7 separate regions of the Mus musculus genome follow, and regions 2, 3, 4, 5, 6 and 7 are each linked to region 1. A link is a contact called in public Hi-C and HiChIP or PLAC-seq data. All regions are on one chromosome and are shown on one strand. The core of a region is the stretch at or near the end of the contact, and the rest is flanking DNA. Distances in the headings are between cores, read along the strand shown. Region 1 has its middle 33 kb from the start of Gm29927. Region 2 overlaps Pik3r1 (phosphoinositide-3-kinase regulatory subunit 1). Region 3 has its middle 33 kb from the start of Pik3r1. Region 4 has its middle 110 kb from the start of Pik3r1. Region 5 has its middle 100 kb from the start of Gm41044. Region 6 has its middle 34 kb from the start of Gm41044. Region 7 has its middle 22 kb from the start of Gm41044.

Region 1 (4,214 bases), core at 906-3,405:
AAGACAGACAGAGACACTCTCATAAAATGACCACACTCAGGGAAGCCCAACGCATGACAACTTCAGGAGGAAAATATGGCTCGAGTGTTTTTATTGTTATTATCTTGTGGGGAGGTGTTTTCCTACATGTATGTCATTCACTACATTTGTGTCTGGTGTCCAGCAAGGCAGGAAGAGAGCATAAAATCACCTAAAACTACAGTTAAAGATGGTATTGACCCACCATGCAGGTGCCGGGAATTGAACCCAGGTCCTCAGCAAGAGCAGCAAGAGGTCTGAACCACTGAGCCATCTCTCCAGCCCCTCATGGTTCACTTGTATTTCCTCCCAGGTCAGATCCAACTTCACCAGCCCAGGATTATTTTCAGTCATCACCCACGCAATTTGGATTCTTCTCTTTAAGAGGTTGTGAGGATAACTGAGCTCACCAAGCAACCAGTGGTTAAATTATCCTGCAGCAGAAAAGATTGCCTCACCCTGTGCTCATTCTTCCTTCTACATCTTTGGAGGACGTAGCCTCTTCTGTTCTCTAGAAAATCGCTGCCATGGTGGTAGAACTGCCATGGAGCCTTGAGTTAGCTCTCTGGGAAGACGTTGGGGAAGAAGGAAACTCCAAACCTAACTTCAGCCCATCACCTTGCTATTCCAAAGCTTTAAAGATAAAACTGGTGTTGTTTTTTGCTTTTTGGCTTTGTTTGTAGTTTGTTTGTTTGTTTTAAATAATAGGTCTATGAATTAATACTCTGGGGAACAAAGTGCCCAGGACTACTTAGGCAGAGAATAATTGTTACCTATTTAAAGTGCCCCACAGATCCAGAGGGCAAAACAAAAAGTGATCTTTCAGGCCACATTGTCCCTGTCATTGGGCTAATGCCATGTTTAAGACAGCTGGCTTTATAAACTCAGATAGGCCTCTCTGGCTGAGATCTAGTCCCACATAGGTGGAACGGTCTCCCTTAGACCTATTTCCTTCTCAAACTGTAAGCCTGAAGGCCCATTTGCTCTCTGTCCCTTTTCACATGTTACCAGCCTTTCTTCTCCTAGGGTTTATGCCCCGCCCCCAATGTAGGAGGACAGTTTAGGGTCTGTAATGATCAAAGGCAAAGTTAAGGTTGAGCATCTATTTTTTTAGCCATCAGATGACTCCCTAGGGAGAGTGAAGGCCCCAGGAAACATCTGCTGTTTCACAGAAAGGATGCCTGGCTCTTTCCTCACTCCTTGGAATTCTGAAAAGGTCTTCATCTGATCTCTCAGTTCAGTGGCTACCATGCCATGAGGGGTGTGTTTGGTAGGGGGTGAGGGTGGGGAACACTCATTCTGCACACAAGGACTTTCAGTTTTCTAGAAGCCAAACTTGTTTGCCTTTGAAGAAGGGATGTCTCTCCCATCTTTCTACCGAAGACTTGGGAGTTTATTTATTTATTTATTTATTTATTTATAGGGCTCTGTGTTAGCCTCTTCATGGGTAACCCTCCCTTCACAGTTTGAGGACTGTCACCAGCCCAGGAGAGGAAGATCAGCTCTTCCTCCCCTGGGGAGTTCAAACTTTTCCTTGATGTTTCTGGTGATATATCAGTCAATTGTCCCAAGAGCCAACCAAAGACGGGCTAGGGGAGAGACCGACACACCAGCCTCTGTGAACAGAGAAGATCTGGAGGGTCATTCTTGAATGGGTTGCTGTAAGGGAGGAGATGAAATATGGGGCAATGTCTCAGAAGGCCAAGAGGCAGAGCTAGGGAAAGGCGGCAGATGTTGTCGAGGCTCCTCTTTCAAGTTCCTGTGCACTCGGAATCTGCAGATGTATGTTGGCAGGGCTACAGTCAGAGTGAATTGGGAGGCAGGGGTTCACACATCTGGAAAGCATTTGCAGAGGGCAGAGTTCAGAAGTGCTCTGCCTCTGCTGCCTGCAGAGCAGCCTGTCCAAGCAGACTGACTCGGAGTGGAGGACTGGCTGGAGACACTGGGGTCTCGGTCTAAGTGGAAGATCTACCTAAGCCAGTAGGTTCTCCTCACTATCATATCAACCCCATAGGAAAGCTGAAATGATCATAAGATGAGAGTGAGTCTGGGGAAAGACTGGAGTAGAGAAGAGAATGCTCCCTAACTGTGAGAAGTCTGGCTTCCAGTCAAGAAACAAAATGTACTTGGACTGAATCCAGTGCATGAGTTAACTTGAGAGCAAAGAACACCATTCAGGGGAGGGGAAGAAAGGCCACTCCACTGCATAGGAACACCCAGCGGTTGTGCTCACGCCACACTGGCTTTTCCCAGAAGTCTCTGTACATTTCGCCTTCATTTGTTTCAAGAATGCAAAAGACACTCTTTAGCTGGGGAAAATTAATTACTCTCTTTGAAGGATTTATGGGGTTCTGCGGAGCAGAAAGAGAGAGAGAAAGACCCCCAAAGCCTGGGTTATCACCCCATTGCCCCTCAGCCTCTTGCTGTCCAACATGAGATGTGGGTCTGCTTCCCAGAAAGGCCACCTCGGCCTGGGGGCTTAGCTCCCCTCAGGGGAAAAGTTTCAGGGTGAAGTCATGTCCCAGTGCAAAGGTCCTGCCATCCCCATCAGTACAAATGATCCAGTGCACAGCTGTTCATGGTGCTTAGCTGGGGGCCTCGTGTCCCTGTGTTTAGTGATGTGACCCCCTCAAGGTGTGATAATGACTTAAAGATGCTGGGGCTTAAGCACATTGGTCGCTGTGATCCTGATCCTTGGAAGAATCAGAATCCATCTGGAGAGAGAGCATGGCAAATATAAAGAGAATGAGTTATAAAACACAGCACAAAACACGATGTATACCATGTCAGGAAATAAAACAAGTCTAGGCAAATGTCCTCAGACTCCCCCAAGCCTGCTGACCTTCTAGATTGATGAGTGTCTCACATCCCATAGTTGCCCAAACCAGTAACCTATGGCGTATCTCCCCCTTCACCACCAGCTCATCCTCTATGGCCACTGGATACTACTGTTACGATATCCTTAGCATCTCTTCATGGGGCTGTCCTCACTTCAACCCATTACCCTCAGTGTGCCTACCTAGAATCAATGCAGCTGAGAACCCAATTCCCAGTTGGCCACTCTGCTCTCAACCTTATCCCACTAAATTGGTTTTCTGGTGTGTCTTTCTGAATTTAAATATGAACATGTCACACTATTCTAAAAAAAAACACACCACACGATCCTCTGACTTTGAGGACAAACATCAGCTCCTTGGTATGACAGACAAAATCCTTGTGATCTGGTTCTTATCACTTTCCTCACTTTGACTTGGGCTGCTCTGGTAAGTGTTCAAAAACAAGATGCTCAGGCAGACCACCACTGTGTCCTGGAAAACCTGGCCAGCCCTCCCACCTCCCAGCAAGAGTTAACTTTACATTTCCTGATTATTCCACATTCCTTGTTCATCTGGTCCTTTGCACATCTTTATCTCTCTAACACAAATGACCCTGTTCCTATTTCCTCCAAACCTAGACATCCTTCAAGCCCAAGCTGGTCCAGAGACAACTGGGAGAAATGCCCGGTGTTTCAAGGGGATTAAGGTTCAAGAGAAGAAGCAATCAAAAAAAGGTGTGTCTTCCATTGCAAACACTAGCAAGCGTTTGCTGAAAGGACCCTGATATAGACGTCTCTTGTGAGACTAGGCCAGGGCCTAGCAAACACATAAGTGGATGCTCACAGTCAGCTATTGGATGGAGCACAGGGCCCCCAATGGAGGAGCTAGAGAAAGTATACAAGGAGCTAAAGAGATCTGCAACCCTGTAGGTGCAACAACATTATGAACTAACCAGTACCCTGGAGCTCTTGACTCTAGCTGCATATGTATCAAAAGATGGCCTAGTCGGCCATCACTGGAAAGAGAGGCCCATTGGACACGCAAACTTTATATGCCCCAGTACAGGGGAACACCAGGGCCAAAAAGTGGGAATGGGTGGGTAGGGGAGTGGGGGGGGGAGGGTATGGGTGACTTTTGGGATAGCATTGGAAATGTAATTGAGGAAAATACGTAATAAAAAATATTTTTAAAAATAAATAAATAAATAAATAGGTGTGTCTTATTTAGACAAGCTGAATTCTATATGAATGTGTGGTCACCAAAGAGAGAGAGAGAGAGATGTCTAAACAGGAGATGGGGTGCCAGAGTCTGGACCGGACTGAATTCACCTATGAATCTGACGTCATGGCCTTCAGGGCATTCTGTAAATCACATGTTCTA
Region 2 (4,214 bases), core at 735-3,234, 900 kb before region 1:
ACGTCCCACCTGTTTGGTCAAGTGTTGAGAGACTATGAATCCACTGAGGTAGGCAAGATGCATGTGTTCCAGCTACCATGAAGAACTCCAGTAAAGTGAGCCAAACGTGTGCACCAGATTCCAACAGCTCTGCTCATGGTGCGGACTTGCAAACACGTCTAAAAGCCCCAGCTGCTTTTAATTAATAGCACATGCTGGGAGCACCTTGCCTAACTTAGCAAAATCTCACTTTATTTTAAATAGGATTCTGAACATTTTTTTATAAGCACTGGATCCATTTATTTTTCAAGGCAAATAAATAACCCCAAAATAAATTTAAACTGGGCTCTTTTAAAAACAGTCATATTTCACATTGAATGTGTTCCTGAGGCCAGAGGAAATGGTCTTTCCTTTCCTAAACTTTTTAGCCAAGTACTCACAAACCCCATTTCTTCCCAAGAATATTTGCTTTTTTTTTTTTTTTTTTTAATTTCTCAGAGCCCAGTTTTAAAAGGCTGGAATTTTTCACAAGGCAAAATAATTCCATTTGCTAGTTGGCTCCTTCTCTGAGGCCAGCTCAGATCCTATGGGACACATAACCCTTAACTGAAATGCAGGCAAAGTGTCATGAACCATGCTAGGATATTGGTCAACCACAGCTCAAAGTACAAATTCAAAGGGAGATGGGGAGCTAGCTTTAAAGTAAGTGTGGCGAGCAGATGCACCCGCTGAGCATTAATCCTTCGGCCAAAGCAACAGAAACAGTCAAGGAGAAAATACAGACTTTATGCCTAGTTGGGGGAGTAGGGTAGGGAGCCAGATAGCAAGAACTACTGTTAGGAATATGGGGCAAGGTAAATAGATTCAATTGCTCTCAGTTCCTTAAGCCCGAGTCAAATTTTCTTATCAAATACTGCTTGCAGGGGCTGAGAAGTTCTAGGTGGCGGGGATCATCAAGCACGGGCAGGTTCTGGGTTCGATTCCTACCACTGGGGAGGCAGGAAATAGTGCAGGTACCATATTGGGAGGAGGAAAAAAATAGAAAACTGAGCAGCAGAGGCAAACAAAAAAAAAAAAGGCTTGGGAGAAAGAGTGGGTCTAGTCGTCAGCTCCTGTGTTGTGGAGCCAACCGCCACTGGATGGCAGTGAGGTTGTATCTACTGAAGCTGCTCTGTGAACGAAGGAGTTAGTCTTTTCTCCAACCGGCCTGGCCCCAAGGCCACAGAGGAAGGTTAAAAAGTAAAAATAAAATAAAAAATAAAGTAAAATAAAATGGTTCTTCTCTGCAAAGAAAGACTGGGTACCTCTGACCTAGAAATCACAAAGCTCAGTCTGATTTTTTTGTTAAGTTTCTTGAAATTTACTATCAATAAGTCTGGAACTGAAGACCAAAACAAGCTAGAGCTTCTAAATGATTTCTAGGAGTTTGAAATTCAGGCAGCACATGCCACACACATGCAAAAATCTGTATGCAAGCAGGCAGCACACACACATACACACACATCTGAATACAAGCAGGAAAGCACACACATACACACAGGCACACACATCACACACACACACCTGAATGCAAGCAGGAAAGCACACACACATACACACACGCACACACACACCACAGCACACCACACACACACATACACACACACACCTGAATGCCAGCAGGAAAGCACACACATACACACACGCACACACACACCACACAACACCACACCCCCCCCCACACACACACACATGTATACACACCCCTCTGAAGTTTGTTATTGAGATATTGTCATCTTGAACCTAGTAAACAAACTGAAACCACATCTTACCCCTACTATTCCTGGTGAACTTGATGGCTTCGCCACACTTTTCAAAGCTATACAGTTCCCTCCTTTCCTTGGCATTTGATCCTTTGGGGTGGGAGTGTGGGGGGGGGGGCTAGGGGAAGGGGGATTAGTAATCTCACCAGTGACAAGCTTTGCTTTCAGTAAGGACATTTGCCAACTTAAACAGCATCTCCCAGGGCAACAGGATAATGAAAGACACATGGAGGTCTTTGCTGTCATCAGATGCAAGCTCAGCTCTGCCTGAAATTGAGCCTGTAATTCGGCTGATCCTCATGTTAGGAGAGGTGTGACCCAGAGGGTCTAGAAGACAACCCTTGACTTAACAGCAGAGAAGGGTCCCAGGGGCAAACGTTCTCATCTTGCAGGGCTTCTGACCAGCACTACTCCTTCAGAGGAGACACAGGAAGCCAACTGCTCTAATTCTTGGCAGACACCTTAATATACTAAGTGTTGAAATCTTCCATCTCTGCTGCTGATAAAACTGAGGCTCTGCTACCCACCCTGGACCACCAGACACCAGCAGAACACATGCAGGTGGGTCACTCTCAATCACAGCCAAGACCCCATAAACCCCAAACCAGGGTCACAGCTCCTGAGACTCCTAACCTGGAACTCCAAGTTTCTCTTTTCCCCCCATTTCAGGACATAGTCAACTGTGTGCGTTTCTCCGTTCATCTAGAAAGACTTTTAAACCACGCAAAATCTAAAAATGAGAAAGAATGAAGAGTCTGGAAATTTCTGAAAGAAAGAACAGAAGCTGTAATGGTGCGCAACGCTGTTTCCTACCCTCTGCGGCTGGGTCCAGTGTCAGGCGTCAGTGGCTGATTCATCCACAGGAACTCAAAGCTGCCCCCACCCACAGGCAACTTGACCCAAGAATGGCTTATACGTACCCAGAGCCTCCATTTTTTTTTCTTGTTTTCTGTGGTACTAGGATTAAGCCCAGAGCTTCCTGCATATCAGGCAAGCACTCCACCACCATGCTGGCTAGTTTTATTGCAATTAGCCAGTTTTGAAAGAAGGGACCTCAGTTAAGAAAATGTCCCCACCAGATTAGCCTGTGGGCAAGCCTGTGGTACATCTTTTTTGTTTGGTGATTGCTAAGAGAGGACCTAGCTCACTGTGGGTGGTTCCTCCCTTGGGCTGGTGGTCCTGGGTGCTATAAGAAAGCAGGTTGAGAAGGCCATGAAAAGCAAGCCAGTAAGCAGCACCCCTCTACTGCCTACACATCAGCTCCTGCCTCCAGGTTCCGGCCTTGAGTTCTTGCCCTAATAAATCCCTGGTCCCTGGAATAAATTCTTTCATCACCAAGTTGCTATTGGTCATAGGGTTTTAGCATAGCAACAGAAACCCTAAGATAACCACTAAACTGATGTCAGTTACCATCCCTTTACTTCCTTATCTATTTATTTTCAAACTGGGTCTCAAACTCGCTTAGTGTAGCCCAGGCAGGTCTTAAACTTGTGATTCTCCTGCCTCAATCCCCCCAAACAATGGGGTTTACAGGGTACCACTAAATCTGGCTCAGAGTCCTCAGTACAGCCTAGCAAGTGATAACTTAAAGAACCATGGGCCATAAGGGATTGTCAGGACATACTCAGCAGAAAAAATGACTATCTAAATATAACCAGATACCCTGGAAAACCAATGGATTTTCAAAATGGTGCTTCTACCATTTGAGCTGAGAACCTGAGTGGCCTTGGGCACACAGCAGGCGATTGTCAGAAGCGCTTTGTAAATTTTTATCCAAAGTACAATGTCACTCATCTACTATAACATTGCTATTTCAAAAATCTAGTTTCTTTTTCTTTTCTTCTCTCCCTTTCCTTTTCCTTTTTCCTTTTTCCCCTTACCTACCTACCTCCCTCCCTCCCTCCCTCCCTCCCTCCCTCCCTCCCTCCCTTCCTCCCTCCCTTTTGAAACAAGGTCTCCATATGTATCCCAGGAGATCCTTGCAGTCTTGATTATCTTCCTTGCTTTGGCTTCATGAGTGGTAAGCCTACAAATTTGCATCATCATACCAAACTTTAGAAACGATCTCATAGTCCAGGTTAGCCCTAAACTCATCATGTAGAGCAGGTTGGCCTCAAAATCCTCTTGCTTCTGTCTTCCAAGTGCTGGGAGTTCCACACTAGAATTTTTACTTCTACACTAACAAAGGCAAACCTTTCGGCACAATCACTGTATTATCTATCTTACAGACTACAGTTGGGGGCAGAGATAACATGTGGGCTTGGTGCCAGAGCCTGCAGTCCCAGCACTCAGGAGGCACAAGCTGGAAGATCTCAAATCCGAGGCCAGCCTACGCTACATACACAGCAAATTCCTGTCAAAACAAAAACCAACAATGTCTATTGGTGTCATCCTTGTTCGGATCACGCTTAGGCAGCCATGTTGATGAGACTT
Region 3 (4,214 bases), core at 803-3,302, 820 kb before region 1:
ATTAATTTAATAATTTGCATCCACTCTGGCTGCATTTGCCTTTGTCGCTTGTCTGCATTCCGCTTTCTGAACAGAGCATTCACACTGTGAGTGAGGAAATGTCTAGGGGTGAGTGTGTCTATGGGGCTGGGTAAGCTCAAACCTTGTGCAAGATCCTTGTGGGTTTGAAATCAGTTAATGGGAGTGGGGAAACACTTGTTTCATGACTGCCTGAAGTACAGGTGGATGTAAAATCCACATGAGAAAGAGAGAGGTGCCATTTAAATAGCAAGTTCATGCCATGCTTCTTTTACATGGTGGATCCACTCTGAATTGGAACATGTTGAAAATGTCTAAGTGTGTCCTTGGCAAAATCTTTTGGAAATTTCCCTATGACAGAAGAAGAAGAAGAAGGCATGTCTGCATCTAATAGTGTTAGTGCTGGGTCCCAACTTGGCTAGGAAGAAAGGACCCTTCAAGCTACAGTTATGTTTCTAAGCCAGCTGTGGAAGGAAAGTCTCCCTGTTGGCAAAGTCTCAGGCTTCTCCCTTTGCTCCAACGTTCTCTCTGGTGCGAGACCTTCCGATCGTCTTCCTGTGAATTGTGTGTCTTGTTTTCTGGTCTCCCATTCATTAGGCGTTCAATCCCCTCCATTCTTACAGCCTCGGTGCAGTTCTCACATGACTTGTGCACATCTCATCTTCCCATCAGACAGTGAGCCCCCCTACCCAGGGAGACCTCCAAGACTGCAGATTCTCTTCTCTTCCTTCACAGCCAGTACCAGCTCTAGGTGGACCAGGTGCTCCAAATGCACTGCCGGTGGTCCTCCTGCTTTGTCAATGTCCCTTCCGAGATCTGCCCCTTTGTGACTTTCACTGCATCCTTCTGCATTTCGACTCGAAAGCTCTTCACTGTGGAATAAAGACTCTGTCGGCTGGTGCAAGGTGCCAGCGGACAGCATATGCCTGTGTGAATTGAATCATTTCTCCAGCACTCTGGTTTCCAGCTTTGTCTCTCATTTGCATGGTGTGTCCCATGTTCGTTTCATTTCCCTTCGGATTACATATGCAGGTGAGAAGGTGTCATTTCACCGCTGTATCTGTACTTTCCAAATGCTGTGCGGAAACCCGCTATGATTCTGCAGTTATTCTGAAGACAGTGGTGTGTTTCCAGGGCAGATACATTTCCTGACGTTGATAGCTATGAGTAGTTCATTCTAGGTTTTAAGTCCAACCTGGTATAAGCAAACTCTATTCAGGAGGTTTTTTATTTTCTTGTGTGAAGCATAACTCTACTCATTATGAATTATTGTTTTAAGAATACTAATGGCATAGGGATTGGTCACCAGAAACCAGAAGAGCATGATACAAAGACGTTTCACTTAGGAAAGTTAACTTTTTTCCTTTTTCAGTGTATGTTTAAAGATTTAAAATAACTGCATAAAAATATAAGCACATCCTAACTTAACGGCGCAAACTTTAAAAAGAAAAGCTCTGTCACAGATTGTTGCTTGGAAAGGCAGAGTGCAAAGGGCCTTTTTTTCATTGCAATATTTTCAAGTGAAAACGTTCTAACTCACTAGCAGAGAGAGTGACTGCTGGATTTTAAAGGCATATATATGGTCACGCTTGGTGCTAGGGATGGATAAATGCTGCAGCTAGCTATCCATCAGCGAGCTTAGCCAGTGGGCCACACTTCCCATCCATCCTTCTCCCTTCCCCGCAGCCCTTTAAGAGAATCCCAGAATCCTTTCATTCATTCGCATCTGCTTTATTTCATACAGTGTGGGGATTCTCCTTTGGGAGACCTTACAAATCCCCGAACGTTTTACACATCCGCAAATAGAGTAAGGCTTCTCCAATACATTCCCTTCAATCCTACCAGGAACAAAATCCCACTGGTCTCCATAGCAGACATCTATCACACGCACACACACACACACACACACACACACACACACACACACACACACACACACACACACAACACACACACACACAGCAAGCCAAAGGCGATGCTATTTACTCAACTTCCTTCTGCGCGGCCAGTCAGGGAACAGGCTGCAGCATTCAGGATAAAGCCGGCCCTGGCCGGCCCTGGCAGCCCGAAAGCCACCCCATTGTGATTCAAGATTCGGGGTGTAAACAAATGCAGCGTTAACAATCAGCAGTTTGCATTTAATGCTTTATAGCCGTGACTGCGCTGGGAAGAACACAGTAGTGTCTTCTTCGCTGGAACTGCAGTCGGGGCTTTATTTAGTTTTTGGGCAAGCGGCACCGGCAGCTGCAGGCGCTCAATGGGCGCTTTCTAGTCGGCGTGGGCCGCGGGCGCGTTGCCGGGAGCCGAGGGTCCGCCGGGCGGGCGGCGGGGGCAGGAGGAAGCGGCCGCCGAGCCTGCATCCCGTCTCCGTGACAGGTGCTGAGGAACAAGAAGAGAAAGGAGCCCTCCTACCCGTCCCCTCCGCCCCCCCCCCCCCCAGCCTGGGGCTGGGATCTGACACTGTCTAACTGTCCTGGGTTATTGTTATTATTGTATTATTATTTATTTATTAATTATTGCATTCTTGTTTCAAGAACAGAGAGCATTGGCGAGCACAGATGTACCCTGTGGCGTGGCCTTTCTCTGCTTGGCCAGTGATGCCCTGACTTTGCTTAATGACCAAGACTTGCTTAGATACAAACCAGAGGCTGCTGTTGGCAGAGTGCCTTCTAGATGCTTCGTGTAGTTAAATTAGGAAACATGCCGAGGAAAGAGCTGCGAGCCATGTTTCCTGTGGACCAAAGGGGATTATCTTCTCCTGATTGGGAAAGATAACTGTGTTTATTATCAAACATCGTTTACCGAGAACTTTGAGGTGCCAGGCACTGAATTTGTACTCGTTCCCTCGGTAGGTACAGCCCTTCAAAGTTTGATTGTGGCCTTTATGTTCTTTCTCTTTTAAAAGAGAAAATAACGTTTCAGAGACGTTAATCGTCCAACTTTTTACACTGCTTATAAATGTTACAGAAAGAAACCCAATCTTAGTAGGAGTATAAAAGTAACAGTCACTTTGTACGGGAAAGCTCTTAGTTAATGCCATACAGAGCCCATATTGATGCTACTTAGATGGCTGTGGCCCTAGCAGGTGACCTACCATGGGAACGCAGACTAAATTTATGATTCAGATACAAGGCACTGATCACTCTTTTCATTACAGAGGATAGTACAATTCTGGAAAATTATGCGTGCGAAAAAACCTCCTTTTCCAGTAAATATTTCTCGGCCTGGGCTTGTGAGCTTGGATGAAATGCTCCACTGCTAATAGGCCATATGATCTTACAAAGTTTTGGAAAAGATTTTTTTCAACAACAATTTGATATTTAAAGAAAAATAAAATAGTACAAAGAGCTTTTATAAACTGTCTTCCTGGTCCCTTATTCCTAACATTGTCCTTAAGGTACATCAGTCATGTATGTTTGTTATAATTTAAAAATTAATATTGATATACTAACCAAAGGCAGACAATAGTTTATTAAGATTTCCTTAGGGTTTTGTTTGTCTTTATTGGTGGGTGGGCTGGTTTGTTTGAGATAGGGTCTCATTCTGTAGATTAGGCTAGCCTGGGACTCACTTAACAAACTCACTGGGCAACAGCCCAGGTTGGCTTTGAACTCTTGGCGATCCTGAATCTGTCTCCTAAATGCTGGGAATGTAGTTTTGAACCACAAGCTCCCTCTACCTGTGATTCCCATGATACATTTATTTCTTGTCTATTCTCGGCTGTACTGGCTCTAAGAGTTCTGAAAGCTTTCCAGTTTCAGTGACCTTGACAGTCTTAAGGAGCCCTGGTAACTGACTCGTTAGTGGTAAGAGGACGCCCCTACTGGGATTTGTCTAATTTCCTTTCTCTCTCTCTCTCTCTCTCTCTCTCTCTCTCTCTCTCTCTCTCTCTCTCTCTCTCTCTCTCTCTCCCTCTGTTCCTCCCTCCCTCTCTCCTTTCCTTCTCTCTCTCTCCCCCTCCCTCCCTCCCTTCTCTCTCTCTCTCTTTCTCTTTCTTTCACGATTAGAGCAGATGTAATAGATTTGGGGGAGGAGGACCACAGAGGTACAATGTCAGCTTTTCATTACAGGTCTGTTGACAGTTGAACATGATTTATGACTGTTGATGTTGACCATGACCTCCTGGCTGAAGAGCTGGTTAGGTTTCTCTCTAGCATCATTCTATCCTCACACTGTGGCCTTCTTAGTAGGGAGAC
Region 4 (4,214 bases), core at 1,231-3,730, 750 kb before region 1:
GATCCAAAGCTACCGATCTCCATGACACAGATCAATGATTTGATAACTGGGAGGAGTCTAGGTGAGGATCCAATATTGACTGTGTGACAGAAGCCAAGAGAGGTTGCGTGGGGGTTGGGGAGGGCAGATACAAGGAGATGGGGAAATGAGTGGGACTAGGGTATATGATGTGAAACTCATAAAGAATAAAAAGTAAAAATAAAATAAATGGCCTTTATATACTTTTCAAGACTTGTGGTACATATGCCTCAGTTGATTTTGAATCATGGATTTTGGTAACAATGACATATCAATGTAGAGTTATAGATTGTGCTACTGTAGTGTAGGAGGAATGTTGATAATGGGAGAGTAGATCTGTGATGTTTCTCCCCAGTGATGACTTGAGAGCCCCTATTCTCCTTCACAATTATACCTACCCCTACCCCTCAGAGAGAGTGTTCTGCTCTGTAGATGGTCAGAGAACACATTCCCTTCCTACCACTTTCTACTCCCTTCATGCTCAGAATGGCAGCTCACTTCCTGGGTGTTGAGGTTTGTTCTGTTATTATTATGTATTGTGATGCTAAATACTGACTCAAGTTGCTGACTCAAGTTGCTTCCGAGATGAGAAGATCCTCATGTACACCAAGTGATGCTATGTAACCTTACCCCTAAGTTATCCCAGATTGGTCAATAAAGATGCCTACAGCCTATAGATGGACAGAAAAGAGGTAGACAGGGATTCAGTTACCAGGTTTGGAATCTGAATGGAGGCCATGAGGGGAGCACAGGGAGATGAAGAGAGAAGATGCTATGGGGTAGATGGATCATGAGAATATGGCCATAATGGTTGGCCAGTTGGAGTAAAAGAGGCCCAGGTAGAACATGGCAAGTCATATGTCAGGGGTATTGGAAGGGAAGTAGACAAAAGAGCATAGAGGGTTGATATCTGCCCAGCTCTAATGTAAATATAAAGGTTTTGTGGTTTTTACCTGGAAACTGAATGAGCCAAGGTGGGCTAGAAACTCAGACTAATTTTTACCACTACACCTGGGGTCTGAAGGAAGAGGCCCCTCTGTTGTGCCTCTGGGGATTTCACCCTCTGCATCAGAGTGAAAAGATTCTCTCAACAGTCATGTTCACTTGCATCAGAATGTGACTTCAAGAACAGAATCTTTACTGAGTACATTTACATAAGATGCTATATTGGCTCAAGACACTGCTATTGTCCTTATGAAAAGAGGAAAGGACAGAAACACAGACAAGAGACACAAAGACAAAACAAACAACAACATCCCACGTGAAGATGGGGCAGACATTACAGTGAGGCAGACTCAACCCTGGTCAGCCAACGGTTGCTGACAAATACCAGAGACCAGAAGAAGCCTCCAGAAGGAACACGGTATGGCTGACTGCTCTTGTAGCTGGGCTTGGTGCCTCCCAAGCAGTGATAGAATAAATTCTGCCATTTAATGCTATCGGGTACATGGGGCTTTGTTTTCAAAGCGCTACCAAAGGCAAAGACAAATTTTAGTACCCGGAGGGACTTTATGTTTATCGTTGCAATCCTGTATCTTCAATTTTCCTTCTTGAGACCTTTTATTTCTGTGATCATTCTGCATTTCACTTCACCTACCCTTGCCTTCATTTGAGAACCAGACCAAGTACAGATACACCAGACAAAGCTTTACCAATTTGCCAATATGCTGTATCCCCACCCTGTGTTAGTCCATTCTTACTCAGCTTAAGCTCTTAAGTAACTATATCACATGCATCCATAGCAGCTTGGGGATGGCTATTCTAGGCTTTCCTTAGTTTAGCAGGCTAACCCATCTGATCCCTTCATGTTGCCTCTACCCAGACAACCCCTACTCCAAGTCTTTATTCTGTTATTTTCCTCTTGACATCTAGAGCCCCTTGGGAAACCCTTCTCTCTGCTCCAATGAAGTCAGTTGAGCTTTTAAAGAGCAAAACCAGTCCTTTCTCCTGTGGGAATATTTTCCCATCATTTCCCCAAAACATTTATAATTTTGTTTTCCTTAGCTCCTTTTTTTTGCTGTGTAACAACCACCACACTTACATCTTTGCATTCACTAATGATCATGTGACATTTTTCACCCTCCGTGACGTGATTTTTATGATGTTTAGTACCAAAGACGATGCCTTTACCCTTCTTTATATGGTCTCACGAGTACTGAGCCCAGCGATAAGAACCCATTAAGACTTAACTAAATTCATGTCTGAAAATGACAGAGCAGTCATGGGTTACTCAGCACAGATAGCCAGTGGTTTTCAGTGGGAGACAATGTATCCAATCAGCCAGAATTCTCCAAGGAGGTCACTAAGCATGTGGACATAATTTCTCTAACCTTTCAAAAACGTCTTGACAAACGTCCACACCAGAGGTTATTTAAAAATAAAAATGAGTCACAATGAGATTGTGGGGAATGTTTTGTCATGGTTAGGAAGCTGGCTTTGGGCTCGGAAACAGCCCAAACCAACTGCTCTTGTAACAGATTCCATATGTTCGCAACCTTCTGCCTGAAGAAGAGAGGGCTACTTTCTAAATGGGAAGTTCATACGTGGGGGGAACCCCCAAAAGATACACAACTCAGTTTTTATTAGCATGTTTCGAAAGAGAGAACTTGTCAAATCATCCCCGGAATGCCAAGTCAAGAGCGACCTTGACATTGGCCTGGGCCATCTTTGGGAGGATACATGTCATCAGAGAAGTGACTGATGAGCCTGGACACTGGCAGTGGTTAGAGAGCATGAGAGAAGACTCATCAGTGTGACTCAGAAGGTGAGGAGTTCCGAGGTAGCCACTGGGCAAGGGACCCAGGCACTCAGTTATCAGCCACAATGTTAAAATACTTGATAAACAACTTGATAAACACATCTTTAGAAGAAAGGCTAGAGGCTGCCCGGACCATGAAGTAAGACTTGCCTCAGCAGCTCCAGTCGCTTCCCAGTTCTCCTTGGAAATTCAGTTAAAGCTGGAAGTTACCATTACAAAACTATTAACTGCAGTTAACACCCCCACACCTCCAGCTATTGGCGGTTAATCTATCACATGTTTTGGTTTTTCATTGCATCTTAAGAAGTATTAGCATTCCAAATGGACTGCTACTTGGGAAAGGGTGGGTGTGGGTTGGGGGGAGTTCATATTAGAAAGGCTGCCCATTGCTGTGGGGAGAAAAGTAGTCTTGGAAAGAAGAGAACATGAACACAACCCACATGATCATAGGTCATAGGAGAAAAGCCTAACAGGTCTCTGAAGAAAACAAAATGGCTTCTAGATCCGTTCTGAGAGTGTGCGCTAATACAGGGTTCCTGGGATCACCAATCCTCTGTAAACAGGGCTGGCAGTCAAGGTATGGACAGCTGTGGGTGGTGTGGTGCAACCTTTCAGTTGTATATTTTACAACTGCATGTTTCAAGTCTGGAAACTTCGGTAACAAGCAATCACAGCGAATGTGTGAATTTCAACCTCTACCCTTTCATCTTCCTCTAAAAAGGGGGATTTAAACAGACACGGAGTAGGTGCAAAGCTAGTCTCATTTTAGGTGTCAGCCCATCTGCTTGGGAAACCAAGATTAGAACAGTTCACAGGAAAATCATGTATTGAATTAAGCAGATAACAGTGATTCTCTGGTTTAGCAACCCAAATACATAAAGCAGAGACATGCAGGATTTAACCCAAACAAAGATTACTCTGAAAGGAAATGCAGATCTTATTTCATGTACACACACACACACACACACACACACACATATATATATATATATATATACATATATATATATATGCATGTGTATACATGTGGGTATACATATGTATGTACATATTTGATATGTGTATGTGTGTGCATATGTATGTATGTATATATATATATGTATGTATACACACATGTACACACACATATATTTAAGCCTCACATTTCCCTTTTAGACAGCTTACCAATACATTATTTGTATGGACAAAAGTTGTGTAGGATGAAAGAAGCCAAATCTGCAGTGAGGAGTGCAAAATTTTTTGCCCTTCCCAAATTTTAAGCCCCAGGGATAAAGGAGAAACTGGATGCCAGATCTGCGGAATAAGGTATAGGGACAAGATACAGAGGACTGTATGGAACACGTCAATGACTTGACTTTCTGGAGCCAGCAGAAATGAATTTTCCTCAAGGACCATGAGCAGATACGCTAAAGGAGCCATGATGTTAGAAAGAGTCATC
Region 5 (4,214 bases), core at 1,080-3,579, 710 kb before region 1:
TATATAAAAAGACTTCTATGCATTTTTCTATAGTTACTCTATTACCACAAAAGGATATAAAATGAAGCTCACTTCCCATAAATGTTTTAAGTCCAGAGCCATCTGGATTATCATTAAAAGATCAGCAATATAAAATTTTGACATTTAAGATGATTTAGAATTGGTCTCTAGGTCAAGGGGTTACCATGGGAACTATAATCTATAAATCTGTGCTTTTAAAACAGTGGGCATTTTTTTTTCTAATAGAACAATGATTTCAGATTTTTTTAAAAAAAAATTGTTTTTCTCACTCAGAGAAAAGCAGCCACATAAAAGTAGGACACTGTGTTACAGAGAAACTTGTTGACAAAAGTAGAAGTGGAGATATATAGCTGTTCCTTGGTATCCATGGGAGACTGGATGCTCAAGACCCTTATATAAAACTAAGCACTCTTTGCACAGAACTGATCTACATCCTTCTGTATACTTTAAATTATCTCTTGATAACAATGAATACAATGAAAATGCCATGCAAATACTTGCATCCCAGTGTTGTTTGAAGAACAAAGGTGGGGTAGGGGTGGGGTTTGCACAGGATGGTTGACAGCTACTGTTCAGAAACTCTACACCTCAGCCTCTCACAAAGTTCATAGCCTTTTCTTAAGACTCCTGGGGATAAGAATGCTAGAAAAATAGACGGCCATGGGCACACATTATCCAGTCTTGAGAAACTTATAGCATTACTTTTGCTGTATTCTACTCTATAGATGGGAATCTTGGGGACTAGGATTTAGTGGTTGTAGGGAGCTGACCTAGCCATGCATAAGGCCTTGGGTTCAAATCTCAGCACCTCAAAAATAAATCCAACTCACACTCAAGGTAAGTAACTACTTCTAGAGCAGGAAACGAAAAGGCACCGATTATTGGGACTATCAAAAGCAGCTTTCAGATTTAGTTGTGGTCAAAATCCAAGACACCCTTGTGCCACCCTTGGGGACATTTAAAAAGAAAGCTGTCAGTATCGACCATATGACCAATTGAAGAGACTGGGTCAACAGGACAAACACCCTTTTGAAAATACAAAGTCTGATGACTGGGAGCTCACTGGTGTCACTCCCATGGTAGTTTTTGTTTGTTTCCAATTGGCAAAAACAAACAACCACAAACAAATAACCCCCACAATCTAAAATCTTGTTTTCCAAAGCAAAGCAAAGCAAAGCAGCAAGCAAAAACCTCCTTCTGTGAGTCTAGCTCCCCCTAAATTCCAGGGCCCACAAGATGAACAGGAAAGAGAGTGAGCACCTTCTGTGACTCAGTTGTACCTCCAGGCTAGCAATTCTCAACCTGTGAGTTGTGACCTTCTTTGCGGAGGTTGAACAACCCTTTTACAGGGGGTTGCCTAAGACCATCAGAAAACACAGATACTTACACTATGACTCATATCAGTAGCAAAATTACAGTTATGAAGTAGCAATGAAAGTAATTTTATGGCTGGGGGCAGGGGGGGGGGAGGTGTCCCACAACATGAAAGGGCCACAGGGTTAGGAATGGTGAGAACGACTGCTCTAGATGTGACGATTAGTGTTATTTGTCACCTTGACAGACTCTAGAGTCACCCAGGAGATAGGTCTTAAGGCATGTCTGTGAAGGACTGTCCTGATTCATGATGGTGGGCAGGACCAAGCCTTGACATGTTTAAAACAGAGAAATGAAGGAGAGCACCAACATGCTGGTGTCTGTTGCCCGTTCATTCTGTCTCCGAATATGACGTAACCAGCTCCTTTCAGTTCCTGCCACTGTGACTTTTCTGCCAGAGTGGACCTTAACCTGAACTCTGGACCAGAACAAGTCCATTCTCTCTTAAGTTGTCTTTATTTTACACAGCAACAGAAAAAGAAATTAGGACAATAAACCATGCAGATCTGAGAACCTATCTGTATACTAAACCCAGTATATAAGCCCTATTATGCCCTACGTGGCCAGTGTGATGGGAAGAGGACCCAGACCCCAGCTGAAGAGAACCAGACAAAAACAGTAGCTTTCCTTACCTTGATCTCTATAAAAATTTTGTTGCTTAGAAAAAAAATTAAATTCTCCTTGCTTAGAAGGAGAGTTCATATTTAGAAATACTGTGAACCAGAAAAAAAAAATGGTATCTTGAATCTTGGCGTTCCAAGTCTTGTTGGCTTGTGGCCAAGCTTCAGGATGCTTCTAAGAGCCATGTGGGGAATGCAAATCGGGATGTCTAACTCTCTTAAGGGCAGTCAGGAGGGCTGATGGTCTATGCTGCATGCTGTAAATCTACCACACAAAAAACCGCCCTCTTTGCACCAGCAGCAGCTCCAGACTTTGGCCTAAGCCCAGTTCCCTATTTCGTCCAAGTTGCTCTTAGCCTTAGTATTTAAGCCAAAGCTTTGTTCTATACACAGGCTGCTATTGATTGGGCCTTCTTATCTCTGTCTCCACAGATAAGGTATACATTAGCAAGACTATTCAGGGGTGGCCTTTTACAAAGGCAGAACGTCTCTTTGGTATCCAGGGTCAAGAAAGGCAGTGTTCAGGAGTGCTTGGTATCTTGAAGGTGTGTATAGAAGTGGTGTACAGAGGGGGTCCAGAAAGACACTCCCAGGCAACAAAGTTGTGAGGAAATGTGTTTTTTGTTCAGATCTGTGCCCCAGTTGGAAGTTGTATTCAGTAGATGTTTTATTTTAGGGCTGGTGTATGTGGTTGGTATGTGTGTGGTGTGTATGTGATGTGTGCATGTGTGTATGTGGTGTGTAATGTATAAAGTATGTATGGTATGTGTGTATGTGTGTGTATGGTGTAGTGTGTGTGTGTGTGTGTGTGTGTGTGTGTGTGGTGTGTGTATAGTGTGTTGTGTGTGGTATGTGGAGTGTGTGTCTGTATGTCTCTGTGTGTGCATATATATGTATATGTGTGGTATGTACAGTGTGTGTGTGGAGTATGTGTGTGTGTTTACATACACAACAACCTCTTTAGGGATTGGAAGTCTGCCTTGTACTCATTTTAACTTCTGGAGGCCAATGTGAGAAGTCTATGCTGGAAGCCTGTTAGCTTATTGTTTCCCTCCTTGCAAGGCGAGGCTGCAACGTGACTTTAGCCACGCATACCCAGCTAGAAGAGAGTGAGACAAAGTGTGTGGGAATTGCCACAATCTGCTCCCAGTCCCTGGATTTCCCTTTCCTAATGCTCTGAGCAGTGCTTTGCTTAGACAAGTCAACACTCGCTCACCAGCCACTGCACTCTCTGGCTCAGGGTACCAACGCTACTTAGTTTGAAGAAAAAAAGGCTGAAAAAAGAAAGAAAAGAAAAGAAAGCTTTCCTGGAATCTCTCATGCGTGTGAGAAACAAAAAGAAAAGAACAGAAATGTCAGAGCCCATGCTCTCGTGGTGATAGGCTCTGGAAAAGGAGACTTTAGTTTTTCTTTTCTTTATCTGGTATCACATTTTCAATTCACACCCATTATTAAGTGCGAGAAACACAATCATAGATTAGTTGAAGAAAGGGAGGAGCTAACTTTGCTAACAGAACAAATGACCTAGGCTATTTCTAGTCATCTGGTCATCGCGCTCAAATATGTTATGCCTATAAATAGAAAACAGGCAAGGGGTAAAGAAAAAAGATCCCCAAAGGAAGGAAGAGAGATGAACGAATAGAAAGGCACATAGGTCATGTCTGTGGCCACCTTCCCAGTCAAACCTTTTATCAGCTCTTCTGGCTAGAGAAATGTCTGTTAAAGGTGTGTTTACACTCACAACGTTGTTTCATAATGGGAGTTAATGATTGTTAGAGCTCTTACTGAATTTGTGGAGCATGTTTCAGCTTATTCATCACAAGTTAGTCCAGGCATAGACTGACTTGCTGTAGATTGACCTAATGTGACCAGTTGCCACAGGCCACCATGACATCTGGCTGCCAGCAGGGACATGGTGATCTTTTGGTTCAGGAATAGGCTCCTCTCCCAGCTAGTGTGTCTTGGCTTAGGGGCCTGAATGTCCTAGCTGAAAACCAGCCACAGTGCTTCGGAGACTGGGAGTCCCATTTGGAGTTGATAACTCAGTGTTGGGCAGTAAGAGTAAGTCTAATTGCAAGTCTTCTGAAGAACAGGAAAGCACAATTCATTTTGCCCTTCATTAATACAGAGAATTTATTCCAAATTTCAAGAACTCAATTCCAACTTTCAGTGTAGAATATTTGGAAGGTTCCTCCTCCT
Region 6 (4,214 bases), core at 851-3,350, 650 kb before region 1:
ATAAGAACATGTTATATACTCATAGGTTACATATGTAAAATACTTCAAATGAGGCCACATTTAAATAGAACTTTGATGCTTGCAAGTATATGTGTAAACAAGTCTCATATAAGCTCTACATTCCATGGGTAATTTTTTCTTCCATATTGCTGTATTTTATATTTAATATGTCAGCTGTCTTAAAAAAATGTTATCTTTGAAAAATAACTATAGAAATTTCATGATCCCCAGACATTCTGGTCTACTGATCTCCTATTAGAAGCAAACCTTTTATCTCTAATAAAAAAGTTCTTGTCAACAGAGTTGATTTCTTAGGGGACAATATCTCTAAGATTTAGCCAAACCTTTTCTTTATGTGTGATAAAACTATCTGTTTTTCTAAGTCATAGAATTATGACACTGAATACAGTTAAAGCAACCTATAGAACCACATCCCTGGCTCCTGTTGCTGAAGAGTGTAGCTACCATTCCTATACATGATGGAAAGACCTTTTCCCAGCCGTGGAGTCAGGAAGCAATTAAATGCTGAGACGTTACATCTCATTCTAGGTCAGTGTTCTTAGAGCTATTGGGATTCAAGTTCTTCAAGATGATACTGTGTGATTGCAAACCAGCAGCTAACCTATGGTTCTAGCAAGAACTAAAACACAGAGTACATGCACGCCTCCTTATAAATCACACAATATAAAGATTTCAGAGAACTGAGACAATGCCATGTCCTAGGAAAATTAGATACAAGGTACTAGAGAGAGGTATGAAAAGATGGCCATGATTCAGAAAGGGGATGCTGTTTACAGGAAAGGTGGCAGATAAGAGAAAAGTAGAAGGACCAAACCATAGAGGCAGCAAGAAAGCTAGGCTAGGTTGACCTCCATTTGTTAAGCTTGGAGCAGGTCCATAAGAGAGTGAAAACAACCTCATGTCTCTACAGAATAGGAAAGGCTGTAAGAGGAAGGATATGCATGGAGACCAGTGAGAAAGCTGTAATATCCAGAGTGTGAACGCATCTTTTTTGTTATATTAATTCTCTTTTCCTCAGTCTGATAAAAGATACAGACCAGAAAAATGGAAGGCCCAGATAAGGCTGATGGAGTGAATGGAAGAAGAAAAGACTGCATATGGTACTTCAGAGCATCTTATTTAAAGTTAGAAGGGCCGAGCCGGGCATGGTGGCACACTCCTTTAATCCCAGCACTCGGTAGGCAGAGGCAGGCAGATTTCTGAGTTTGAGGCCAGCCTGGTCTACAAAGTGAGTTTCAGGACAGCCAGGACTATACACAAAAACTCTGTCATAAAAAAACCAAACAAACAAAAAAGTTAGAAGGGCCAATCTAAAGTAACAAGTCAAATCCCACTCGTCACAACTTCTTTTATTTTTTATTATTTCTTTGCTTTTTGAGATTACAATATCATATTGTTTCCCTTTCCTTCTTCCCAAACCTCCCATAAACTCACCTTTGTTCTCTTTCAAACTTATAGCCTCTTTTTTCATTAATTGTTGTTACATACAATTGCATATGTATATGCATATGAATTCCTAAACACCACCTGCTCAGTCCATACAATGTTACTTGGACATATTCTTTCAGGGCTGACCATTTGGCATTGAACAATTAATTGGTGAGCTCTTCCCTACTCCTCTCACTGTCAACATTTCTTAGTTGCCTGTCCTTCTTTGTGTAGGCTTGAGGTGGGCTTTCCCTAGTCACTTTAATGTGTTCTTGTTCAGCTAACATTTAGGCAGTCATGTTGAGACTTTATATGTGTAACTTCTGACAATCCTAGGATATACAATCTCCTAGAAAACTCCCTGTTCTTTTGGCTGTTAAAATCTTTCTGTCTAACCTTCTGCAAATATATGTCTGTCTATCATCTGACAGAGATAGATAGAGAGAGAGAGAGAGAGAAAGAGAGAGAGAATATATGCACTGCTTGAATCCAGCACAATTTCTCATTAGTCCCCCTCCCCCCAAGCTGTTTGCACCCCCTATCCCTGTCTCCTTAGAGAGGAGACAGAGGCCGGGCAGAGGATGCTTCCATTGCATTTTGCATTGCCATTCCATTCTAGCAATTATGCAAGCGAGGGGGAGGGGGTGTGTGGGCATGTTCCATTCTTGAGGTCCTTTGATCACTTTTGTTCTTACATAACTCCTCAACAGCTGGGGCTGTAAACTTTAAAATTGGCAGGATCATAGTTCGTATTGCGAAAGGAGACTCAGCCCAAATTTGAAGAGAAACAGCTAGATATTTTTAGTGATTCCAGTATCTAGATTCCTAAGCATTTAGTGAGTCCTGGGGGGTAGCAAGCAATTCTTCTTTGCTAGATGTCACCATCTTGACTGGTACTGTGATACTTGGGTCTGGCTTGGGAGCATGAGTACTTTCTCTCCTCTCTCTCTCTCTCCCAACCCCAAGCTCTGGCTTATAATAACTCTCCTGCCTAGAGAGCCAGAGGGATGCTCACTGTAATGTTCCAGGCATCCAGGAATAAATCCACACCAACATATGCTTTGTCCTCTTTTTGGCTCTTGGTCCTTCTCACTTGGGACAGCCATCCTCCTCTCAACAACATTTGTCCTTCATTTGTCTTCATCACTTTCCTCTCAAACATGTCCCTCCCCCTCCTGATCTTCCTTGCTCTCTTTTGCCAACCACTTCCTCACTACCATTTCTCCCTCTGTTCTTTTCCACTCCTCTTCTTTATTTTTTTAAGTTTTTGCATTTAAGTTTCTTCCTTTGTTTGATTGTCTTAGATTCTGAGTCTGAGACAGGGTCTTGCAACGTAGACCAGGCTGGCTTCAAACTTGAGGCTCTTCTGCTCTAGTCTTTTGAATACTGGGATTATAAGCTTGAGGCTTCATATCAAGCTTCAGACATGAACATTTATCCATCAAAATAGAAAGGAGTCTGTTTATTGCTAGGAAGACTGCATCATAATGAAAATGGGAAAACGTAAACACCACTTGTTCAAAGCTGTTATAACACTCCTACATAAAGTCGATGCCAACTGTAGAAATAGGTTTATGAAGAAATTGTTAAACTTCCAAGTTGCTCAAATAAAATTAAAGAAAAACAAAATTGTGCTTTCTGCAGTGAATCAATTGGGGGCATCATGGATACTGGCTAGTCATTCATTCAAACATTTAGAGTTCTAAGATAACAAGGAAGTCACGTATATCATTTTCTTCTGTTAACCTTTCTTTCCCACCAAATAACTGAGATGTAACCTTAAGAAGAGCTTTAATTTTTTATCTCCAAAAGTGGCAGGCCATGGTGAAAAGGATAATGCTTGATGAGGTAACCAACTGCTTGGACCTGAGGCTCACTCCCACAGGATGGAACCCATGGCTGATTCTGTACACTCAGTAAAGAACCCAAGGTAAGTGAGGTCATAGGGTCTATGTGGGGAACCTACAATTATTGTTTTGCTACATCACCGTGTTGTCAAATGCCTTCTACATTTTTACACCCATACATTGATGCTATGCCCAGCCTTCATTCAAGAAACTTCTTGTTGTAGCTTGAGGAGTTAATGTAGAAAGCTATTAATTGGCCAATGTATTGAAAATATGTGACAGTAGATTGCTCTGCCTTAAGTGGACCAGCTATATTGCCCAGTTCAAGGCTCAGGGAATGTCCTAGTCACTGTTTTATTGCTGAGAAGAGACATTATGACCAAGGCAATGCTTATAAAGAAAGCATTTAACTGGAAACTTGCTTATATTCTCAAAGGCTTAGACCATTATCACCTAGCAGTGCAGCATGTAGGTAGAGGAGAGAGAGAGAGAGAGAGAGAGAGAGAGAGAGAGAGAGAGAGAGAGAGAAGAGAGAGAACCTAGATGACTTAGTATGGGCTTTTGAAACTTCCAAACCGATTTCCAGTGATACATTTTGTCCAACAAGGACATACCTCCTAATCACTCTAATCCTCTCAAACAATTCTATTCCCTGGTGATTAAGCATTCAAATATTGAACAATAACAAGCCCATGGGAACTACCACAGGTAATGCCATGAAGAAGGAGCAGAAAGAACACAAAGGATGAGGAGCTGTGGAACACAAAGATGTCTTTGGGGCATGACGTAACCACGACACTCATAAACTCATTGTTGCTGAGGTCATCTTCACGAACCCTGCATGAGATTGGGCCTGTGTCACTATTCTGTTATAGACAAGGGAACCTCTTGAACATAAAGTGTGGGGTTTTAAACTTG
Region 7 (4,214 bases), core at 432-2,931, 590 kb before region 1:
ACAACACCACCAACAAAATTCAGTGCATTCATTCATAAACAATTGTGAGGAGAGGGGGAAAGCCTGGAGTGAATGAAACTCTGAGTGACTGATTTGATTGGAGTCCCGTTGCCAAGCGCTCACTGCCTCAGCCTCGTGGGAGTGGTGGAGCCTTCTCCAGGCAGAGCCGAGAAGGATGGCAACAGCTTCTTTAGGGAGCTGATAGTGTGTGCAGAAAATATGTACCATAGCTTTCTCCAAGCAGATATTTACAGCCTGAGGTCTGTTCCTGACAAAGAAGGCTTCTAGAGAGATTACCTAACTCTACCTCCCTGATTTAGCTGTATGCTATAACCCCACCTTCCTGTTCAACTGTGTATCATAAACATTCTGAGCTTCTGGTTTCTGTGGTTTCTCTATTAGATTGCCAAGTCCACGGATCTCAGCTTTTTGGTGCACTTACTTATCTGTGTTTGTCTTTTCTTCATGTCCTCGCTGCCCCAGTCAGGTCAAGCCCCTGGAAATGTGCAAGAACTTGGCAAACAGTCATACAATTTAGAATTACAACTTACGGTGGGGGAACACAGGAGTAAGTTTCTTAGTGTTTTCAAATTTGAGATTCAGGCACAAACTCAGTCACAGGGATTCTTATGGTTTTCAAGAATTATGATTTTTTAAAAAAATAATTCCAACACTCTTCACACTCCAGTTTGAATAGCTAAAAGTCTGGGGTGGCGATGAAGCCACAGTAAGTCTGCTAGAGCTTACGAAGAATCATATTCTACAGGAATAGTCAGTGGAAAACACAATTTGAAGTTCAGGTCTCCAAGTAAGTCCTCACTGATCATACTTAGACACGGGCCATTTACCACACTTTTCTTTGGAAGCAGTCTCCAAATTGTCATTTTTTTCAAAAGTTTTCTTTAAAATTTTAATTTGTGTGTGTTATTTGTCTATACAATACTATTGTGACCCCCAGCCAGAGCCCAGAAGAGAGCACCCATTTTCCTAGAACTAGAGTTATTGACTGTTGTAGAATACCATGTAGAGGATGCAAATCAAACCCAGAGTCTCTGGAAGAGGTCTTCTCAATGGCAGAGCCATCTCTCCAGCCCTAAAATGTCATTTCTAATGGCTCAGTAGCATTCATATACATACATACATACACATGTCACATTTCTTTACAGATCTGTTTGTTGGAAGGTCTGCAGCCTCTGTAAACAGTGAGGCACTAAGCAAACATATGCCAGTCTCTAATATTCTAGTATTTCCTTTGGATGCATGCTGAGAAGTTGGCTGGGGACTCCAATATACCTTCTCAAAGCTATAGCCTCCCATTCTCTCTTACATGGTGTGGGGTGACCTTCTGTTGTGTTGTCTTTGAGTTCTTTGCTTCATTTTTTTCCTACAGGTATCCCGAAGCCAGACAGATTTAGTAAAGAACCGTCTCTGTAGTGCTACTGACATCCACCGTCCATCAGAAGTCATTTTGTCTACAAAATGGGATTGAAAAACCTTATGTCAGACAGCAAAAGAAGTCACATATTGGTACATAATTAGTAAAATAAATATCTGAAAGCAGCAGATAATTTGTATTGCACTCCAGGCTTTGTGGATGTTTTTCCACCTACACTCCTCTAATTAAAGAACAGGGACACAGTGGAGCTGAAGTGGAGAGAAATTCCTGAACGCACGGAGCCAAATGCTCATACCAGACTAATACCACGGAGTAGATCAGTCAGAACAAGGAAGGTGCCCGGGAAGACCACGTGGCAAAGGACATCAAGGAGGTGTGACAGTCAGAAGACTAACAGTGAGGTGACTTTCAGAGGTAGACTTCAGGCTCTGTCTGTGTCTTTTTAAATTGAATTCCTAGAGAATGAGGTTAAGGGAAATTGGAATACTTGCAAGAACGGGGCAACAGGAGCTGGCATGGAGGAGGCTGAGGAATGTCTCTGAATGGCCTGATCCTAGTTTGTTGACTGGGGCAATTCTGCCAGTGATGGGGTTCCTCTGTTTAGAGAAGGGGACAATGCTGGGGTGTCACAATGTTCTTGTGATTGTCAATTAAAATACTACTTCCAAAAATAATTTGTAAGCTCGAAAGAGCTAAAGAAATATTGCTGCTCTTATTAATAGCTGTGTTTTTGTCTCTACTTCAAAGAATGAACATAAATTATTTGTTAAAAAAACCTCTCTGGAATCCGTCTAAGTAGATGTGAACCCTGCTTTTATGCTTGTTCCCTCTGTGACCATAAGCAAGTGGCCTGGCCTCTTAGAACTTCAGTCCCTAGCTTATAAAACCAATCAAATAATAATACCTGTCCTAGTAGGGCTGACTATAAATCTCTTAACATACAGCCTGGTGCATTAGCACTTAGGGGATGTTGCCTATTAATATTTGCCAGCTTCTCTAGGCACCTGTTTCTAAGTACAACTACAGCACTTTCTGAACGCAACAGCAAACTATCTTACCCTCTGATAGCAGACCAGACTTTCTCGCTTAGTGGTAGGGTTGAGAATGGGTGTGGTGGGTGATAGGGAAATTCCCTTGGTGACAAGTTCCTAGAGAAGTATTGCTATATTTGATATCATCGTTGTAATATCACACTGTAGGTGATATTACTTTAGATCTTGGCCAGGGTTTATAATTTGTTCTTCTGTACAGTTGCTGGACTCTTGGACCTAGATATCTCTGGGATATGGCATGGATTCCACGCCATGCCTTGGATACTTATTACCTAGTTAACAATTTGCTGAACTGTTTTCTGCTTCAATTATTTTTTGAGCTAATATTTACATGGAATAGAATGTCTTTCCATAAATTCTGCTTGATCCCTTTGATAGAAAGCGAAGGAGCCAATGTCCCTTTCGCTGCTCTTGGCTAAGACAATCTCCCTATTGTGTCTGCCTTCTGTGAGGACTGCAGCTAGTCAACAGTGCCTCCAGTCAGCAGCTGATCCTGTGCACACAACACGTTCTTCTGTATGAATCCTCATGTATATGTCTCCAAGCTGTGCAAATATTCAGAAAAAAATGCCTAATATTCCCTCTGAGCTTAATGGAGCCCTCCACACTGCAGAAGGTCATAGTCTTAAGACATGTTTATAGGGTTTTTTTTTTCTTATACTAATATTTCTGAGATAGGATCTTCCTATGTAGCCCTGGCTGGCCTCAGAGTTGTAGCCAGACCCCTGACTCTGCCTCTCAGGTGCTAGAATTGCAGCACCACAGTTCACAGGTTTTTCCATTTTCTTTTGCTTACATTGAGTCTTCCCTCTCCCTCACCTTCCTTCATGTCTTCCCCTTCTCTTTCCTTGTCTTTCTTCACCTCTCACCTCTCCAGCTCCTCCCCCTTCATTTCTTTTCTTTTTCTTGAAGTTCCCTCTTCCTAGCACTTTCAGGGCCAGGAAAAACAAGAATTCTTCAATAATGCAGGTCCCACTTCATGTCTCTTGTGGATGGGACAATGGAGACATGCTTTAATGTTAATTAGCTTGGGACAAGAATCTAGCTTTACACACCTATAAAATAATCCATTGCGGATTTGGAAGAATGCCTGGGAACTGAAGAACCATCAGGCTGAATAAAAGAGTCAAGACACATAGTCAGCCAGGCAGGGCTTCTGCGCTGGGCCCCCAATAGCATGAGAAAAACAGTTATCACCAGGGCAATGCTAAGAACCTAGATGAGGACTGATTTGCTGGGCAACTTTTTCTGTCTATAATAAAGAACATGGTGCTCAGCGATCAGGTTCCAATACAATACATTAACACATTGAGACTGCTAAGCATTGCCATGGCTATTTTAATTGTTACTTCTTTATTAAAAACTGGAAAACAAAAGAATTCATAATGTGATTTACAAGACAAGTCTAGATGCTTTTAATACAATGGAGTAAATCATTACAGTGCTCTCAATAGTTTTCATATTAAAAAATGTAATTTATTATTATTCATTTTAAAACTGTCACACTTGCAGAAAAGTTGAAAAATCATCTATAAATAGCATTCATACCCACCACCGAGATCCTGGTATGTGCACATGCTGAAATTAGATCACATGTCTGCCCTTTCTCTTATCTATACATATTTAAATTAGGAGAGAGACTTTACCAAATGAAATTAACATTTACTTCATATCATCTATCATGATGTTCCCATTAGTATGTACAAGAGATATATATTTTTAATTTTTGATTTTGAGATTATAACTTTATAATTTATCCCTTCATT

Evidence for each region. Hi-C and Micro-C count contacts between places; a contact is called where the count stands out from the background. HiChIP or PLAC-seq counts read pairs in DNA pulled down with a chosen protein or histone mark.
Region 2: a Hi-C map of uterus shows a contact between it and region 1, with 5 times the contacts expected there. The contact joins two enhancer-like sites. A contact is called at or near these places in 1 of 15 datasets of contacts at CTCF or cohesin (the NIH/3T3 cell line), 17 of 484 Hi-C or Micro-C datasets (Th2 cells, bone marrow-derived macrophages, cardiomyocytes and 12 more) and 6 of 115 datasets of contacts at active chromatin or transcription factors (the NIH/3T3 cell line, bone marrow-derived macrophages, embryonic basal ganglia and 3 more).
Region 3: a contact with region 1 is called in an H3K4me3 HiChIP or PLAC-seq map of forebrain, with 6 times the contacts expected there. The contact joins two enhancer-like sites. A contact is called at or near these places in 3 of 484 Hi-C or Micro-C datasets (bone marrow-derived macrophages, muscle stem cells and uterus) and 4 of 115 datasets of contacts at active chromatin or transcription factors (craniofacial prominence, embryonic basal ganglia, embryonic forebrain and 1 more).
Region 4: a contact with region 1 is called in a Hi-C map of uterus. The contact joins two enhancer-like sites. A contact is called at or near these places in 3 of 484 Hi-C or Micro-C datasets (bone marrow-derived macrophages and uterus).
Region 5: a Hi-C map of liver shows a contact between it and region 1, with 2.1 times the contacts expected there. The contact joins two enhancer-like sites. A contact is called at or near these places in 3 of 484 Hi-C or Micro-C datasets (the AML12 cell line, liver and psoas muscle) and 1 of 115 datasets of contacts at active chromatin or transcription factors (heart atrium).
Region 6: a Hi-C map of uterus shows a contact between it and region 1, with 3 times the contacts expected there. The contact joins two enhancer-like sites.
Region 7: an H3K27ac HiChIP or PLAC-seq map of heart atrium shows a contact between it and region 1, with 6 read pairs. The contact joins two enhancer-like sites. A contact is called at or near these places in 1 of 15 datasets of contacts at CTCF or cohesin (large pre-B cells), 2 of 484 Hi-C or Micro-C datasets (both in liver) and 2 of 115 datasets of contacts at active chromatin or transcription factors (cardiomyocytes and heart atrium).

The regions. Positions count from the first base shown.
Region 1 is chr13:102,623,561-102,627,774 of GRCm38.p6, forward strand. No RefSeq gene overlaps it. Among named protein-coding and RNA genes, the nearest start is that of Gm29927, 33 kb to the left of the region's middle. Within about 2 kb of position 2,156, at least 134 of the 459 cell types and tissues checked have an H3K27ac peak or open chromatin away from gene starts, as enhancers often do. A contact at or near this core is called in the NIH/3T3 cell line, craniofacial prominence, forebrain and 7 more, where this site is marked.
Region 2 is chr13:101,727,902-101,732,115 of GRCm38.p6, forward strand. The region is part of intron 2 of Pik3r1 (phosphoinositide-3-kinase regulatory subunit 1); the gene reads right to left. Among named protein-coding and RNA genes, the nearest start is that of Pik3r1, 38 kb to the right of the region's middle. Within about 2 kb of position 1,985, at least 59 of the 459 cell types and tissues checked have an H3K27ac peak or open chromatin away from gene starts, as enhancers often do. A contact at or near this core is called in the NIH/3T3 cell line, neural progenitor cells, neural stem cells and 2 more, where this site is marked.
Region 3 is chr13:101,799,384-101,803,597 of GRCm38.p6, forward strand. No RefSeq gene overlaps it. Among named protein-coding and RNA genes, the nearest start is that of Pik3r1, 33 kb to the left of the region's middle. Within about 2 kb of position 2,053, at least 186 of the 459 cell types and tissues checked have an H3K27ac peak or open chromatin away from gene starts, as enhancers often do. A contact at or near this core is called in craniofacial prominence, forebrain, muscle stem cells and 1 more, where this site is marked.
Region 4 is chr13:101,877,296-101,881,509 of GRCm38.p6, forward strand. No RefSeq gene overlaps it. Among named protein-coding and RNA genes, the nearest start is that of Pik3r1, 110 kb to the left of the region's middle. Within about 2 kb of position 2,481, at least 41 of the 459 cell types and tissues checked have an H3K27ac peak or open chromatin away from gene starts, as enhancers often do. A contact at or near this core is called in uterus, where this site is marked.
Region 5 is chr13:101,912,577-101,916,790 of GRCm38.p6, forward strand. No RefSeq gene overlaps it. Among named protein-coding and RNA genes, the nearest start is that of Gm41044, 100 kb to the right of the region's middle. Within about 2 kb of position 2,330, at least 50 of the 459 cell types and tissues checked have an H3K27ac peak or open chromatin away from gene starts, as enhancers often do. A contact at or near this core is called in heart atrium and liver, where this site is marked.
Region 6 is chr13:101,978,246-101,982,459 of GRCm38.p6, forward strand. No RefSeq gene overlaps it. Among named protein-coding and RNA genes, the nearest start is that of Gm41044, 34 kb to the right of the region's middle. Within about 2 kb of position 2,101, at least 12 of the 459 cell types and tissues checked have an H3K27ac peak or open chromatin away from gene starts, as enhancers often do. A contact at or near this core is called in uterus, where this site is marked.
Region 7 is chr13:102,034,525-102,038,738 of GRCm38.p6, forward strand. No RefSeq gene overlaps it. Among named protein-coding and RNA genes, the nearest start is that of Gm41044, 22 kb to the left of the region's middle. Within about 2 kb of position 1,682, at least 22 of the 459 cell types and tissues checked have an H3K27ac peak or open chromatin away from gene starts, as enhancers often do. A contact at or near this core is called in heart atrium, where this site is marked.